2 separate regions of the Gossypium hirsutum genome follow, and region 2 is linked to region 1. Evidence: chromatin contacts called from public Hi-C data. All regions are on one chromosome and are shown on one strand. The core of a region is the stretch at or near the end of the contact, and the rest is flanking DNA. Distances in the headings are between cores, read along the strand shown.

The links. A called contact is a pair of places that touch in the nucleus more often than the background predicts.
Region 2: a Hi-C map of leaf shows a contact between it and region 1, with 2.8 times the contacts expected there. The contact joins the enhancer-like site here to the promoter of LOC107952073 in region 1. A contact is called at or near these places in 2 of 34 Hi-C or Micro-C datasets (callus and leaf).

Annotation. Positions count from the first base shown.
Region 1 is chrA02:47,068,851-47,071,674 of Gossypium_hirsutum_v2.1, reverse strand. It overlaps LOC107952073, which reads left to right and starts at 1,541. Exons shown (of 4, transcript XM_041085612.1): 1 at 1,541-1,733; 2 at 2,041-2,824. The coding sequence starts at 2,713.
Region 2 is chrA02:47,858,121-47,860,820 of Gossypium_hirsutum_v2.1, reverse strand. LOC107951155 (ubiquitin-conjugating enzyme E2-17 kDa) reads left to right here. Exons shown (of 5, transcript XM_016886088.2): 5 at 2-327. The coding sequence ends at 145. Among protein-coding and RNA genes, the nearest start is that of LOC107951155, 4.3 kb to the left of the region's middle. Within about 2 kb of position 1,335, at least 7 of the 9 cell types and tissues checked have an H3K27ac peak or open chromatin away from gene starts, as enhancers often do. A contact at or near this core is called in leaf, where this site is marked.

The DNA.
Region 1 (2,824 bases), core at 292-2,791:
GTGGTCCATTTTAAATAATTATCGAAACACCTAAATGTAATACAATAAGTATTACAATAAATATAGTATAATAATATCATTACAAAAATACTAAACAGTTTTGTCCACATAACATTATTATATAAACTAAACAGTATATAATAAACTTATTTATACTGGTTTAGTAATTAACAAAATAAAAAATATCTCATAAATTCTAACTCAATGGTCCTATATTTTACTTACATAAAAAATAAAAAAAATTATGTTAAAATAACATAAATTATCAAAACAAAATAAACCTAATTGGACTATATGTTATTATTTGCATCTAATAATAAACAAAAAAATGTTAATAAAAAAATATAACAGAAACAAACCTCCACACTTTCTTTCAAACAAAAATAGTACCTTACAAAAATAATTTTTAAAAAAAATCAAACTATCAATAAATCAAAAACATTTGTCCAAAAATTCAAAAACAACAAAAATTAACATTTATAACTTATAAATCACAATAAACACTGAACTAAACGAATATTTTATGAATACTAAAAAATTACCTTTTTTGATATTTTTTGTTAAAATCCTAAACAAAATTCTCTTTTGATCTTTTTTTATATTTTTTTCAAACCCTAAACAAAACTCTCTAATCCTTTTTAACCTTAAAAAAAACCCCTTAATTCTTTTTTTCTATACCCTAATAAAAAAACCCTGTAATCGCCTTTTTATTCAAACCCTAAACTCTAACAAAATCCTTTTGTTCAAACCTCAAATCCTTAACAAATGTTTTTTTTTCCGGCTCTTCTCTATTTTGTAAATCTTTTTTTCTGTTTTTTTCCTTCTTCTCATTCTCTTCTCTTTTGATCTAATCTGTTTTCTTTTTTCTTTTTTTTTCTTTTTCACTTTGAGGGACCATGGTTATAAGGTCCCACAAACCCAATTTCACAAGACCTTAAGGGTCTCGTCCCATCACGACGCAGTAGTCGAGGGAATTAGGGTTGACACGATGCCACCTGTCAAGAGGGCTTCACCAGTGTCGCCTGGCACCCACCCTTCACCCAATTTTTTCGATTTTTCTTTTTGTTCATTTTCATTTTATATTTATTTTGTATTTATACTCACCTATTAAAAAAGTGTTTTTTTCACTATCAGTTAGAGAAGTCTGAAAATAGAGGTGGTGCCACCTATGCACCACCCTCTACCATCCCTGATATACCATTTTCGTAAATAATTCAGTTGGTTACCATTTTAGAATTTTTTTTTATATTATATATGCAAAAAAGCATAAATCTAAATTTGTTTTAAAGATAATTAATACCTAAACTTGAATATCTTACTTATATTGATACATGACTAATGTTGTTGGTTTTGTGTTCACACGTGCTATAAAAATATAAAAAAATTCGTAAATTAAAAAAGTTATTAATAATTAACGTTGCTTCAGAAACAGGAAAAGAAGATTTGCGATGCGATCCAAAACAAATGTCAATTATGCAACCTATATCCTTGGAACTCTGTTCCGTTTATATTATAACTCCTAAACGCCACCGTTTCCTTTCTCGGTTCAAAGTCTCCCTTTTTTTTCTCCCCCAGTTCCTATTCTGACTTTTTTTTTTTTAATCTACCCTTGTATGTCTGAGCTTCTTCTTTTTTCTCTAAAATATTGATGAAAAATCAAGTATTTCAAGTTTGGAAGTGGTGAATGTGGAAGCTGTCCAAATTAGTGTACAAAAAAAGGTCTCCTTTTTAAGGTTAGAAACCTTCAACCTCTTCTTCTTCTTCATATGTATTTAGACTGTTTTGAGGTTGCTTTTGATTAATTCTGTGATGAAAAGGTTCTTATTCTAGCACAAAAATTGGGTTTATGTTAAATATGGAAAGAAATTATGTTTCTTTGACGGGATTTTTTCTACTGCTAGTTGTTGTCGATTGCTCAAGTTCTGATCCAAAGGTGAGTTTTTTTTTTTAAAACGGAGAATGTTGATTAAATTGTTTAATTTCATTCATGGGATCAAATAAAATTTCTCATTGATTTTTCCTTTTTAGGGGAATGAACAGACTGGTTTAAATCAGAAATTAGATGGCACAGTGGAACCGGTGAAAGAAAATGGTAATTCTAAATCTGTTTCAGATTCAATTGGAATTAAAAACTTGAAAGGAAATGGAGGAGATCAAACTAATGGATCAAAATGAGATATTGGGAGTTTTACAAGTAAGAGTAATTTGAAACTGCAATCAGGTTCAAATGGAGGTGAGAATTTGGTGAAGGATGGGAAAGATTCAAGTAGTGAAGCAGAAGGAAAGTCAGACAATGAACAAGGAGGTGATATTGAGCACAAGGGTCGGGAAGAATCACATGTTGAAACCGGAGGAAAGACCAATGGTGGAGAAGGTGATAATGTGCAAAAGGCTTAGCAAGAATCACATTTTGATGCCGGAGGAAAGGCGGATGGTGGAAAAGGTGATAATGAGCACAAGGGTAAGGACGAATTGCGGTTTGAAGCCGGAGGAAAAGTGGACAATACAAAAGGTGATAACGAGTAAAAGGGTAAGGAAGAATCGCAGTTTGAAGCCAGAGGACAGGCAGATGGTGGAAAAGGCGATAAGGAGGGTCAGGAATCCAAAGGAGCAGTAGATGGTGCGAAAGAAGGTGATAATGAGCAAAAAGGTCAGAAAGAATCAAATCTTAAAACCAGAGGAGAGACGAATGGTGCAAAAGAAGGTGATAACATGCAAAAGGGTTTGGAAGAATCAAAACATGATAACAAAGGGAATACAGATGGTGAGATAGAAGGTAACAATGTGCCAAAGGATCAGGAAAAGTCAAATATTGAAGCCAAAG
Region 2 (2,700 bases), core at 86-2,585, 790 kb before region 1:
GGTATTGCTATCTATCTGCTCACTCTTGACGGATCCGAATCCTGATGACCCATTGGTGCCGGAGATTGCCCACATGTACAAGACTGACAAGAGCAAGTATGAGACAACGGCTCGAAGCTGGACCCAGAAGTATGCGATGGGTTAACGTGCTACTACGCATGTAAAAAGGAGGGCTGCATTCCAAATAACTTTGGTCTTTAAATTAAAATGTGTAAGAATCAAATATGCGTGAACTGTCACCTCTATATTTAGTGGACCAAGCCCTGCTTGTTTGTATGGAAAATTATGTTTGAAACTAAAAAAAGAGCCCCCCCAACTCTTCTAATACCCTCTCGTTTCCAGTCTACCGAAGCCCTGGTGTTCTTGCCATTATTACTGAAAGCTTTAAAGACCTTTCCTTTGGTGTGCGTGTTGAAACTGGAATCTTTTGATGCTTAAAATGACGAATAAACATCCTGTTTGTAGAAGACGTTACCAAAAAGGTGTAGAAGTTTAATCTCGTAGGAGAGCAATCGGCCAATTCGGTTAAAAAACAACTCAAACTATTGATTTAAGCGATTTATCGGTCTAGTAAATCCAATCTTTTTTTTTCAAGGATGCGAAATAAAAAGACTAAAATCTTATATATTTATTAATGTATATTATTTATAAAGTTTTTTCATTGAATTGGTGTTATTAATCAATTGTGATTTAATTTAATTAGAAAATTACTAGAAAAATCATTTATTTACAAGCTAAGTTATATGAACGTTTTTAACTTTTTTATTTTTCTATAAAACTATAAAAAAATTATTCATAATAAGATTTGAACCAATATTTAGTGTACAGTTTTTTTTTTACCATTTGAATTAAAATAAGTTTTAGTTTTTATTTGAAACTTTAAGAAGAATATTTGTTACATATTTGTATATTTTATTTTTTTTTAAAAAGTCAATAAATTTTTTTCATGTGATTGGATTTGAACTTATGGTATTTCCAACAATAAAACATTAATTTTTACCACTGAACAAAAACTTTATTTTAATATGATTTTTACATCTTAATTTTATTTGCATGTTTTAATATCTATATATTTTATTATTTATTGTATACTATTTTCAATTTATGTTTTAAACTACGTGGTTTTCACATGTGTGATAAAATTTTTAATATCATAAATATATTTAAAACATAAAATAATATATATTAAAATCTTGTTAAAGTTATGAAAAATAACTAATAGATTTAACCTGTTTTAACTACTTATAAAACGGAATGCTAACCCTAATCTCTTATATATATACGTGGTGGGCTTTGATCGGTAAAGGTATGCGAGCCCAGACATAAGGCAATATCCAAAATTTGACCAAACCCATTGCATTGGTACACAGTATGTATTCATAGGCATGCAATAGAGCCCATTTTAAGTTTCTCTCCCTCTTGATATGATCATGAAGGTGCACATCATAGTTATTTGTCCTTTTTGCCAGCAGATTACAGATACATGTGGTACTGAGGAAACCATTGGAGGCCAAAAATTTGGTTAGACCTTTTTATATTCTAAACTGGAGATTTAAGGAATGGAGAAACTGAGACTTTGCTAAAGTCGTGTCCATAGTTTTCCATGGAAAAATCCTAGGGAAAAACCTAGGCCATCCCTATAAATCTGAAATAGCATGCCCACAATCCCCCACTTTAGCAGATGATCAGCTTCATCTGCGCTTTTCACGTTCTTGTTATTATTTAAAACAAAATTCTGGTTTAGTCATTCAAGAATTAATGTTTTTAATGTCTTTCAAAAAGGTGAAGTATGGTTATAAAATTAAATTTAACATCGGATCATCATTCCAAAACATCATGCTGGCCCCGTTGGATTGACATCACTCGCCCACCTCTCGTTCAACCTTCCACATCATGATCATGATGATTTTCTTCATCTTTGAATTTATTTCATACTAATTAACTCGGTAGTGGTATCAGTACCAATTGTATTGGTTGATATGTAGTGTTGTAATTGAAAATTTGGATTTATATTGATTGTACCTATACATTTCAATTAATTTTATTTTTACTGATAAGAATATTGTGTACAAACCGACAAATAGTCAATAAATTTGAATTAGCCTAAAACTATACATTGTTTCAATTCAAATACGATTTTGATAAAATTAAATTTAACTATAATATATATAAATATTAATATAGAAAAAATAATATTTTGTTATTTCTTAATTAATATAATGAATAATTGGTATAGCTTATGGGATGATCTAATTTTTTGATGTATAAATAAATTTTTTCTTGTTTATTTTAAATTTGTTGAATGATTGGTTGTATTTGTCAAGTTTATGAATAAGCATTTTATCATGCTTGTTGGACCACAAGCAGTAATCAATTGGTAAATCTGTTTGAACAACATGTTGAATTGACTTTTGAGTGAATTGCACAAAATCGGTTGTGTAACACCCTAATCCCGAATACGGAGTACTCGAATACTAAGGCGCTACATCAGGTCACCGGAGTAACCCAACAAAATTTTCAGATAATTTTAAAACATTGAAATACATTTTATATAAGAGAAAATACCATACATAGTTATACTGAAAATAGTAATAAAAGTAGTTATACAAAATATGTGGAGCTCCAATATCATCGTATATCAAAATAGTCAACATAACAAAAAAAGATAAATGAGTTACAGACCTACAAAAAAAATACAAG